Linked DNA regions of Hordeum vulgare: region 2 is linked to region 1. Evidence: chromatin contacts called from public Hi-C data. All regions are on one chromosome and are shown on one strand. Each heading gives the region's core, a stretch centred on a gene start, on an enhancer-like site or on the middle of the called end of the contact. The rest is flanking DNA. Distances are from core to core; before and after follow the strand shown. Region 1 holds the start of LOC123443062 (serine/arginine-rich splicing factor RS2Z32-like). Region 2 holds the start of LOC123439578.

What was found. A called contact is a pair of places that touch in the nucleus more often than the background predicts.
Region 2: a contact with region 1 is called in a Hi-C map of seedling, with 2.5 times the contacts expected there. The contact joins the promoter of LOC123439578 here to the promoter of LOC123443062 in region 1. A contact is called at or near these places in 2 of 6 Hi-C or Micro-C datasets (leaf and seedling).

Annotation. Positions count from the first base shown.
Region 1 is chr3H:83,052,860-83,058,808 of MorexV3_pseudomolecules_assembly, reverse strand. LOC123443062 (serine/arginine-rich splicing factor RS2Z32-like) reads right to left here and starts at 3,270. Exons shown (of 7, transcript XM_045119302.1): 1 at 3,166-3,270; 2 at 2,583-2,704; 3 at 1,901-1,940; 4 at 1,704-1,799; 5 at 1,393-1,619; 6 at 1,231-1,320; 7 at 1-274. The coding sequence starts at 2,698.
Region 2 is chr3H:83,649,711-83,656,457 of MorexV3_pseudomolecules_assembly, reverse strand. It overlaps LOC123439578, which reads right to left and starts at 3,446. Exons shown (of 1, transcript XM_045116273.1): 1 at 2,584-3,446. The coding sequence starts at 3,204. The coding sequence ends at 2,824.

The sequences.
Region 1 (5,949 bases), core at 2,021-4,520:
ACTCCTGCTGTTCTCCCTTGGTGCAGGGCTTCTGCTGCCAGGAGGGGTGGGGCTCCGGGCCCTCCCCTTGGCAGGTGAAGCACTCCTCCTAGGGCTGCGGCTGTCACGGGGGCTCCTCATAGGGCTGCGACTGCCACGGGGGCTCTTCATAGGGCTGCGACTGTCTCGGGGGCTCCTCCTAGGGCTGCGACTGTCACGGGGGCTCCTCCTTGGGCTGCGACTGTCACGGGGGCTCCTTGAGCGCCTTTCATCCCTCCTTGGGGAAACAGAGCGGCTAAGAAAAGCAAGAGACATACCATCAGTGTTCCATACACAAAACATGATATGAAAAACAATTGAATCACAGTTAAGATTAAAAATAACATATGATATATGTTTAAATGATATATCCATAAATCTTCAGGTGTACATAAAGTAAACCATTTTTAATCACTGGCATGTATTCACTTGTTGTAGCAAATATGAATGTTTAATTCAAATAAAATTCCAACATTCAGCAATATGATGTACTCCCTCCATCCCAAAATTCTTGTCTAAGAATTATCTATATATGAATGTATCTAGTCACATTTTAGTATTTAGATACATCCATTTTTAGACAAACCTAAGACAAGAATTTTGGGACGGAGGGAGTATGAAGTAAACTTATGCCCACAGAATAGCAGCAGAAACTAAGCCTATGCATAAGAGAAAAAATCCCCACATTCGGCAGGTTAGTAAAATGTACTCCCTCCGTATCATAGTATATGACGTTTTAGCAGTTCATTTGAGCTGCTAAAACATCATATATTTACAGGACAGAGGTAGCATGAAGTAAACCTATGCTCACAGAATAGCAGCGGAAACTAAGAATATGCATAACAAAAAACAATCCCACATTCATCAGGTTAGTAAATTGTACTCCCTCCATTCCAAAATAAGTGTCTTAAGCTTAATAAAACTTTGTACTAGCTCTAATACAAAGTTAAGACAGTTATTTTGGGACTGAGGGAGTATGAAGTAAACCTATGCCCGCTGAGTAGCAGCATAAACTAAACCTATGCATAACAGAAAAAACAATACACAAAAAAGGAAATACAATGATAATTGGACAGAATAGGTCTCTAGTTCGCAAGGAAAAAACATGCCAGTGCCGTGTTCAGAATTCAGACTAAGCATACTACCAGAACAAGTGAATCATGCAATAGAATCAGCAGGAGATGGTGCCAAAAATTTGAAAACAACGTATACCTGTAGCTCCTACTGCGACTCCTGCTGTAGCTCCTATCGCGCACCCTTCCGCGGCGAGGAGATGGAGATCTGGAGTAACTCTTTCCACGCCTGGTTCATTAACACAACTGAAGTCAGATATGCTCTGCCTATAGAACAGAAAAGACAACTCATAGGACATACTTGAGGTTCTTAGGGCTGTTCTGACAATCCCTTTCTATATGGCCACTATCTCCACAACGATAGCACCTATTTTTCCAGTCGCCAGCTTTGCAGTCACGAGCCCAATGGCCATCAATGCCACAGTTAAAGCAGCGGCCAGAACCAGGAGGAGGCCCCCGGCCCATATATTCACGGTCACCACCACGGCCACGGTCACGGTCACCTCCTCCTCCTTGGCCACGCGGAACCTAGAAGGAATATCGTAATAAGAAACAGCAAACAACAAACACATAAATCAACAAAGAAATAGTAGAGAGGAATATTAGAATTACCCCTTTAGCAAACTCGACAATCATGCGGCTTCCATCAAAGTCACGACCATCAAGGTTGTACCTTGCTTCATCAGCATCCCTGGGATCACTAAACTCCTGCAATAAGATTTATAGAAGAAAAGGAGTTGTGTCAATGTGAACAGTACTAACGTGAATTAAAATGTCAAAACAAGGTGTGACCAAGAGCGGTTACTTACAACAAATGCAAACTCATGCTTCATATCCACATGTCGCACTCTGTGGAAATGGTTTCCCGAAACAGTAACACCATCAAGACGCAAGTAGATAAATGTATCACCACTCAGAATGAATTAAACACCAGGCATGATTGTGATTTCCATTAAAACAGGCAATATATTTTTTGAAAACAATCGCCAAAGTCTGCTAGAAACTTTGCGAGAATAGCCACCAATTCCACCAAGGGCACCCTCCCACCAATCCACCATGGACACCGAGGTTGGGTAAGCCCCCAAAACCTTCAACAAGATCATCCAAGTTAAAACATGAAGGGCTTGTGGATACATGTGATGGTACGAAAAACAATGGGGGAGAACAATGTTCAGAGAGCACAGGGTGCTGTCTTTAGTAACCCGTATGGAGAGCCATTGCCTCAAAGTAACTGTGTGGGTGACAATGTCATTGGGTGCAAGAAATCAAAAAAACGTGTCTCAATTTCTGCTCTACCATGTCTTCAGACAATAGAGCAAAGCACAGACCTATTTGACTACAAGCTAAATCACACATGATTTGCAAAGGTGACATATGAAACCCATCAAAATCCATCAATTGTATAAGAAGAAACTAGTATAATTGTTCAGGGCCTTGCCAACCATCAGAAGGCAAAAGTAGCTCTGACTGAGAAAAATTCTGCTTGCTTACCTCCCATATCTGCCGAAGAGGTCTTCAAGGTCCCTTGTGCGGGTGCGCGAGGGAAGACGACCCACGTACAGCCTTGTATTGCCGCCGTAACGATCACGCTCATCATAGCGAGGCATTCTGCACTGAAACAAGCAACGAAATGTCACAACTTACAACCGCTGACACCACGCAAGCAAACAGCGAAGCAGGGCAATCTCCTCCCGATAAAAAGCAGCCAAACTAGCACAAATTCAACTAGAGCAGCACACGTACATCTCGTGACGCAATCTATCACGTAGTAGCATAGCTGCGACCATACTATTTTCGCCCTTGCGAATCATCCGCACCAAAACCGCAACAAAATCCAGAAAATCACCGCCGCCTCTTCACAATATCTAATTCTAATTCGGATACGGCACGCCATGGATGCGGATCTATCCGTACGAGCAAGCAAATCACGGGCCGACGGGATCTCCGCGGAGGAATCAAGAGAGCGGGAGCCCGGGCCTAAGCACAACGCATCAGCGCGGCGGGCCGACGAAGCGAGAAATCGAGCGGAACGGTGGACGGGGGGCGAGATCGGATCGGGGCTCGGGGGTCTCACCTGTGAGAGCGAAGCGGAGGAAACCCTAGCCGCGGGAGGGGACAAGACTAGAGAAGCTGCTCGGATGTGACAGCGGCGAACTTATAGTCACGCCCGATTAAGTTTGGACGGCAGGTGTTGCATCGGGGGAGGCATCGACGGCTGCCAGGGGGAGGAGCGGGCGCTGCTGGCTGTACTCAAATCGGCAGCCAGAACAAAAGGCCTGTTTGTGACGAGAGGAAAAGGGGGGAAACGCGAGGGGGGCTGTGGGAGGAGGCGCCTAACAATGGCCCATCTGCATGTTTAGACCCAATAGAACTCTTAGGCCGATTTTGTTTTTTCTATTTTACCCCGCATGTGTTTTCGGCTTTTTAGGCGAGGGGGTTTGGTGTTTCGATTTTCCACTGCCTTTCTTAGCTTTTGGATGAAAAAAATTGCGTGAAAAAATATGTTTCCTTTTTTTGAAAAACACGATTTTTCTTGTACCAAAGGCACGAATTTGCTTTTGCATCCTGCCTCTCGAAAACACACAAAAAAAACAAGTTTTATTCCTTAAGAGGTACGAATTTGCTTTCGCGAGAGGCACGACCTCTCGAAAAACCAAAAAAAGCCTCGCGTGAAGCACGGTTTTACTTTCACGAGAGGCACGATTTTGCTTTCGCAAAATGCACGACCGTACCTCTCGAAAACAAAAAAAAAAAAAATTCTGTTTTTTTCACGAGAGGCACGATTTTGTTTCTGCGAGAGGCACGACCATGCTTCTTAAAAACGAAAAAAACGCATATTCTATATTCTTTTTCTTTCATGAGAGGCACAGTTTTGCTTTCGCGAGACGCATGGTTTTGCTTCCGCGAGAGGCATGAACGTGCCTCTTTGAAACGAAAAAACCCGGTTTTTTCCGGGAGAGCCGCGTTTTTTCTGTCTGGTTTTTTTTGTCTGTTTTTTTGTGAAAAAAATCGTCAAAACCTATCAACATGGGACCTAGTTTTGAAGACCTCGACGCGAGAAATCCAACAATGAAAATGGTTCGAGATTTTGATGAACGGTTTAAGAGATAAAACATTTTAAAAATACAGATCTATGAAAAAAGTGAAAAATCCCAGGGTTTTTTTTGACAACAGTGAAAACTCCCAAGTTGCGGCAAGTGACACACATGCAATGCGCCACTTGTCGCTACCTTCGAAGGTGGGAGTGATCTTTGGAAAGAGTGCTCCTCAATTAGTGATTTCGTAAATCTAGACGTGTTTGTCACTTTGTTGTGACATTACTAGCACGGTGATATTCGGCCGACCAATATCCACGGTTTTGCTTTTTCTTTTGTACATTTATCCTTTCTTTTGTGAGTAGAGTACAATCACAAAACTTATATGAGAGATCGATCTAGTCAGTGAACTAAAGAAAACTCAAATTACAGTATCTACAAATCCAAAACAAAGCTCTACTCTTGAAATTTCTACATAAATCCATGCATAAGGCAAACCTACCATGGATCATAATAGTATGGAATGCATTTTATGATTCAACTCTTTCTCAATCTATGCAGAGTTGTGGATCTTTTTGGTGGAACGGTGTGTTTTCCTTAATGAACATCTATGAAAATAGTCTTACAACCCAATCACACCTGAGTTGAGCTCCCACTCCCTTCCCCGTGCCGCGCGCCACTCCAGTCGCGACGGCAACCCAAACTGCCATGCCCCGCCTCCCCTAATGGGGCACTCATGATGGAGCCGCTCGTGCTCCCCCTCCCTGCTCGGAGGACAGCGTAGGATGGGGGCAGCCGGCGCCCGTGTCGGGCACAGCCAGATCTACCGGTTCATCCGGGGCTCCGGTCTCTTCGTTGCCCTAGCTCGGCGCGTCAATGGTCGACCCCCCCTCTCCGCCGCGTTTGCTGCTACGGGGTGAGTACTCCTGCACGGCCGCTGGCTTTTCCACGCCGAATCTGGAGGCACTCCCTCTCCCCCCCCCCCCCCGAAAACGGACCGCTAAAATCGATTGTGGTTGTACCCTCCCCAACCCGGTAGCATTCCTCTTCGAGGGGCGTCGACGGATGGATGGCAGTCAAGTCTCATGAAGACAAGCACGCGGACATATCCCGTCGGTTCGTAGCGGGCACCCTCCGCCTCGCCCGAGGACCCGACTTCAATGTCGATCCTGGGCGCAGGGCCTAAGCCGCCTCAAGGGCCTCTGCCTATGGTGCCTCAGTCCTGTCCATCGCCGCATAGATTGTAGGGATCCTCTTCGCTGCATAGAGTGCAAGCAGCCAGGCTACTTCGCCAAGGAGTGGCCCAAGAACCACTGCAACTGGTGTGGTGGCGGCTCCGTCAAGTAGCATCTAGGCTCGACTACTGGGAGGGGACCCATCCAAGAGCGGTTGCTCTTCCCCTCTCCTTTAGCCTCCATGGCTCCCGTGCACCACATTTACCCCTTGCGATGCCCGAGGTCGAGCCACAACATGCTCATTGAGTCTCCGAAGATGGAGCACCACCGTCGTGTTGTACCGCCACATCGTGCTGCTCTGTGCAGCGACCAAGAACCATGTGGCCAGTCTGATGTCTGTGAGGTGCGCCATCGATGCGCAGCTCCACACCCCTCCTAACCTGTTGTGGGTGACCAGCCACGACCCTGAGGACTTTCTGGTGCATTTTGAGCTCCCCGCACACCGTGACAACGTCGTGTGCCTCGGCGCGCTCAACGTCGGCGTCGTCTCCTTCGTCATCAAGTCATGACACGAGGACGACCACGTCATGCACCACGACTTCATGTTGCACGTCCGGGTCATCATCAAGAAGATGCACATGTAGCTCT
Region 2 (6,747 bases), core at 2,197-4,696, 600 kb before region 1:
AGTTTTGGAAAGTAGATACGCCAACGTATCATGGCTCCTCACGAGGGCCGAATCCCCGGGCCTCGATAGGGAACACCCCAAGGCCCGCAAAGCGCAACATGCCCTAGACTGCAGGCAGGCCTGGGGACCCTCGGTCCGAGAGCCCCGACACGCATAGACACATTTGTCTCATTGTCGTGGGCAACATCGTGGACATGGACGATCTAGTGGTTACCAATGTCGTCGGCATGAATGTCGACCATCTCCAAGAGAGAATCCGATAGGTCCCTTGTTTTTTGAGGAGTTTAGTGTGATAGGTCTCTTAAGGATAATTAATAACTAATTGTTCACCGCGTGAGTGCCTCATTTGCTAGATAGAGGTAACTTGTGTCATCACCTTATGTGTTCTTGCAGATACGCATGTTTCCACATCGGGTTAATAGGTTGTATCATTACTTAAGAGTATGTGGACCATGTAGCAATATGTCTTGGACTTATTGCAGCAAATCCTGCTTAGAACATCTCTGGTAGGCGTATATGCATATCATGCTACGATTCTAGTAGAATGTGTTTTATTTATCCAATAATAGGGATTATAGAATACATAAGTTCGTTATATTTTCACTTCTATCTTATGCACTGCAATAGTTCTTGGTTCATTTGCTCACCTCCAGTGTAATGGTTGTTGGCTAATTTGCATGCTATATGGAAATGATCGATCATGCATTTTTTTTTACTTTAAGCATGGTCGATAAGGATTTACTTACCTCTGGTCATACCCTTGTACAGTACAAATTTAACTTGTTACCTTTTGCGTATGGATTTTAGAATCACCATTTTCGTATATGGAGAGATAAACAGAAACAAAATCCGGTGTTGGGTGATTAGCGTAGGGCACACGCGGAGTTGTACGGCGCATGGACGCAGAAAGGAGGATTTTTTTCACGACTTTGATCTATGGGATAAAAGTATTGGGATTTTTTCACGATTTTAACCCATGAGATGAAAGTATTGCATGGAATGAACTTTGATAGAAACCATTTCACGATCTGATCTTTTTTGAAACGCCAGAGCCCGTGGCGTTGCAGACGCACATAGAAACACCAGTCTAATGTGGCGTTGCAGACCCACTCAAACGTCAGTCTAATGTGGCGTTGCAGACCCACTCAAACACCAGTCTAATGTGACGTTGCAGGCCACGCGTGAAACGCCATGGTCCATGGCGTTTCAGCAGTACACATGTTGCTGGCAGCATGTCGTGGGCTGGCTGGATGTCGTCGCTGCGTTTCATAGTGGGTCTGCAACGCCAGCACTGTTGGCGTTTCACAATGGGCCTGCAACGCCACATTAGACTTGCTTTGCAAGAAAGAAAAAACGCCACGGTAGACAGGCGTGTCACTGTTGGGTAGCAACGCCAGCACTGTTGGCGTTTCACAGTGGGTCCGCAACGCCACTTTAGACTGGCGTTGCAGAAAAGAAAAAACCATGGTAGACAGGCGTTGCATAGTGGGATAGCAACGCCACGGCTTGTGGCGTTTCTAAAAGGGTCAGATCGTGAAATGCTTTCGAATCTGGTTCATTTTGTGCTCATGTTTAGAAAAAAGGTTAAAACAGTGAAAAAATCTAAATTATTGCACGGAATGAACTCTGATTAAAACCATTTCACTATCTGACCTTTTTTGAAACGCCAGAGCCCGTAGCGTTGCAGACGCACATAGAAACGTCAGTCTAATGTTGCGTTGCAGACCCACTCAAACGCCAGTCTAATGTGGCGTTGCAGACCCACTCAAACGCCAGTCTAATGTGGCGTTGCAGGCCACGCGTGAAACACCATGGTCCATGGCGTTTCAGCAGTACACATGTTGCTGGCAGCATGCCGTGGGCTGCTGGATGTCGTCGTTGCGTTCCATAGTGGGTCTGCAACGCGTGTTGGCGTTTCACAATGGGCCTGCAACGCCACATTAGACTGGCGTTGCAAGAAAGAAAAAACGCCACGGTAAACAGGCATGTCAATGTTGGGCAGCAACGCCAGCACTTTTGGCGTTTCACAGTGGATCCGCAACGCCACTTTAGACTGGCGTTGCAAAAAAGAAAAAACGCCACTATAGAGCAGCAACGCCATGGTAGACAGGCGTTGCATAGTGGGGCAGCAACGCCACGGCTTGTGACGTTTTTAAAAGGATCAGATCGTGAAATACTTTCGAATCTCGTTCATTTTGTGCTCATGTTTAGAAAAAAAATTTAAAACAGTGAAAAAATCCCAGAAAGGAAAGGTAAAGTAGCGTGGCTTGCAGGAAAAGCCATCACGAGAATTCACCGTCTTACTGCGTCGCTGGCCTCTTCAGTTTTCATTTTCACTTTTCACCATGGGGGCTTGGCCTCGGCAGGCGTGAATGTGTGCCAACTTCAACAAGATACCCGCTCTAATATTACATACTCTTTTCGTTTGGAATTACTTGTCACACAAAATAAATTTTCCGATAGTCCTAACATCAGTCAGAAACCTCTCAAGATTCAGATCATGAAGAATCTGCATGTTTATCTACATCCCCAATCATAAATCCCGTTTGTGGCTTGTCTCGTCTCCTCTGGTTCGTCCTTCGCTTTCACCCAGACTGTAAACATTCTTCCATTGGGTACAACTTTAGTCACAACTTTCTCCAATTACAAACATACCGATCATATTTGAAATTTAACTCTTTTTCTATTTATGCTATCCGGCCTAATCATGCAGATGTGTAAGAGAATATCTTCTATTTTGTTTAATACTGTATAATAGTATACCATAGCTATGTGCGTCGGGATACATAACATGACTTTCCTTGAAAATAAAAATTTACATGCTCATCTAAACCCCGGGGGCTTGAATATCTGAAAGTCGGACCTGTGAGACACCAGCACCAGCAGCAGAGCCACAAGGGCCGCGACGCCCCACGGCGACGTGCCGGAGCCGCCATCGGGCTGGCCTCGCCACGCCGCCGGCACCGCCACAACCCTGCCCTCTCCGTCGAACAGCGCGTGCTGCGCGAGGAAGACCAGGGCGAGGACTCCCAGCACCAGGAGCACCCAGAAGCCCGCCTGGGTGCGATGCCGCAGCTGCTCCTCGTACTCATCCATCTGCCACGACAGGTAGAGGAAGAAGGTCACGATGCCGGTGACGGCGAGCACCGGCGCCGGCGGCAGGCCGACGGAGAGCCATCCTTGCTGATATTTGCCCTCGTCCATCGGAGCTTAATTCGGGACGTCTGCTACGGGATCTACTACGTGCCTGCCTTCCTGGGCTATGCTTGTGGTCATGTGTTTCGTATCTGCTGCGTGCCGGGCAGCGCCGTCGTTATATGGGGACGGCCGGAGAGACGTGGGCCGCAAGTGCGCGCTTTTGCTTCTGTGACCATGGCGAGGAGTGGAAGCTGGTGGGTGGCTCTGGAGAAGAAAGCGGCACCGCGTGTCCTCTTCTCTGACGGGAGCTTTCGAGATGGCTACGAGACAATCGGCGGTCGGTTGCTGCTGCCTTTCCAGGATTCCCCAATCTTCTCCGGACGCTCTACTTTGCGAGAAAACCGTTCATTTCTTCGCTTGGAAACCTACCCGCGAAAAGCAACAACGGATAGAGAACCTGAAATGTCGTGCCGACTAGACCTGATATTTGATCGGCCCGGGCCAGGCATCGTGGATTGGGCTGGGCATCATAAAACCTGATCTAAACACATCAAACATAAGCTGGGCTTGTCTATAGAAAAACCTAAGCCGGCCCTTCTAAAATATACTGTATTCTGCATAAAACTTTTTATGTTCAACTAATATAAAAAAATCATTATGTGTTAAAAAATATAAAAAAATTATTATGCCCATTTCTAAGTAAAATAATAGTAATAGTAATTCTGAGATTTGGGGGAATAGGGTGTGAGGGGGATCCCCCAATAGGGGACGTGGGTAGGGAAAGGGGATGGACTGATTTTCTTTGACAAAGACCTCCAAAATGGGGACTGGGACATGATTGAGGTTGCTACAAAAAATTCTTGTACCTTTTTTACTTCGCGTATAAGATTTGTGTCAAGTCAAAATTTACATAGTTTAAAGAAATTTATATTAAAAATATCAGCATTTATAGTAGAAAATCTATATAATATATAACTACATTCCATAATGAATCTAACGCTATTGATTTGGTATTGTCAATGTTGCTACTTATTTCTATAAGTTTAGTTAAATTAAAGATACTTTGACTTTAGGCAACTCTTATATGCAGAATCTTAGGTCAAAAGGCTATTGTGAGTTTGAGCTCACATGATCTCGGACGAACAGTAAGATCCGAATAAACATTCAAACAATTCTGTTTTTCTTTTGGCAATAAACATTGAGGTTTTTTCTAGACACATGCAAATTTTCGCGAACGAATCACATTTGTGTAGGTGTGGACAAAACTAACAAAATTGATGCTCCAGAAAGCTTCCAAAACACTCTTTTTTGAGCATTGTTTTTTTCGCAGAACTCTACAAATTTGATTTCATCATGAACATTTTCAAGCATGTAGAAAAAGAACAATGTTTCTTGTCAAAAAGTTCAGGTTATCTTGAATTTTTATTACTATTTTTTGGATTCTTACTGTTCACCCAAGATCATGTGAGCTCGAGCTCACATACGTCACATCCTGTCTTAGGTGTACTTCTCTCTTGTAGTAGTGTACTGATCAAAGAGCAAGATGTGGTGAGCCCTTGCATTCTTCCCTATGTAACTCCACATATACAATACAGATTTATCCCCTAAATTTCGTTCATCTCTAGAATGACCCTTGTATGTCATCTCAAAACCTCATTCTATCAAATTAAAATATATTATATTCATTTTTCTTATGTTTTATAGAGATAAAAAGGTACATATGGGATGTGGTATAGGGAGAAGGAACCTAGGACCAGGATGCCGATAATCGAGGGAGCTGGTTCCGGTTCCTCCTATAAATGTTTTTTTCCTTCCCCTTCCCCTATACATTTTACGTCACAGAGGTCTTTTCGGACTCATTTTCCCTTTCTTGCATTGTCCTGTGTCTTGAAGCTATAATATTTGACCAAGATATTTCTACAAAATGTACTGCTCTAATCATTTTTCGGTTAGACTATTCCGTATGATTGGTGTACTCCTTCTTTGGCGGAAGTATTGTTTTGGTGATTACATTTTTTAGTGCATACAAAAAGATATACTAGTACAAAACCTAGCTTTAGTCGGTTTGTGGAGTCGATATGTGCAAACTAGAGCAACCGACCATAGAATTGCGCACATGCAATGGGGTTTATGTATAGTAGAAACACACTCTAAAGTAACAAACTCAGTCTTTGGAAGGAGAAACCTTTAGTTTTCAACCGACTGGGATATTAATCGTATTGCAATAGGTTGCTTTAAAGTAAGCCACTATAGCTTGTCATTGGGTGGTTAAGACACACCAAATGGTTGGTATAATGTCCTCGCCCTCAACACAATTTCATCTTTCCAGCCGACTGGTTCACCAAATGGTTTGTATAATGTCCTTGGGTGGATCCTTCATCGTTGTTGTGTCGGTTTTTCCTCCGGGACGCTGGTTCAGCTTAGCCATAGTCTGGATGATTTCCCTATCACATGCAACAAAAGGCAGGCCAGCTCCGGCAGTGGAGTTGTGGTGACGTGCCATCATCTCATCTCAAGGCAGAAGACGATGGCTCCCTAAGGACCTAGATATATTTTATTTTTCTTCAGGTGTGCTTTGTAATGCAGAACTCTAATTACTAGATTATGTTGACATTTCAGTGGGAAAAAGGGAGTAAAAAACATTTCACGCAATGATAAGTTGATCACTATTAACTTAAACTCATGTCCAACAGAATGATATGCAAGTTTTGCGTATTAGAAAGAACACTTAAACTCATGTAACCAGACGGTATATGTGCCAAGCAATTTCAGAATTGAAATTAAGTTGTGATTATTTATAGTAGATCTTTCAAATTAAAAAAAAACATAACACTCCTCCTTTTTTGCATGCATGACTTAACACTCCTCCGTTCTTGCATGCACACCATCCTATCATTTGGTCTACAAGATTATCGCGACAAAAAAAAAACGATTTGGTCTACAAGACTATATAGCACCAGAAACATGTGCGCGATGCGATATCAAACCTCGTCCAAACCATTCCTTACCCGAACGTACTTACTTGCTCAACAGAAACGTGCCCTAAACTCCGGCTCGCCGCATGGCCGGCCGTCACGACGAACACATGAGCTATTGGGTTTGCCGGCCAAACTCGGTCGACAACGTGTAAGACGTGCTGTTCCATCCTTGGTGATCGTCTGATCAGGACATGGCACGTAAACACAGCACAAGTACGTACGCGTGTACCAGTTCATCAGTTGTATCACCTCTCGGTCTCGGCTTGCTGCCAAAAACAAACCCCTTTCTGGCGGGTAGCTAGCTTTATCCGGAGAACGATGGGACCCCTCGTACCTAAACATTTACCCCAGTCCGAAGGAAGCACGCGCTGAAAAGACCGAGCTTGGCTACACCGGTCGAAATGACGCGAGGCATTTGCCGACTCGATCTTGGCGTGACACCGCAGTGAATAAGCGCGTGCTCGACTGACCACGGTAAATTCAGACACGAGGCAACGCAAACACGCTTTTTTTTTAACACAGTGCAATAGAAAAATGATCATATACACAAGGAAAATATAAGGTGTTTGTTTCCAGGGACTTATTGGTTTTGGGACTTAAAAAAGTCCCTATAAGTCCCACCTAAACCAAA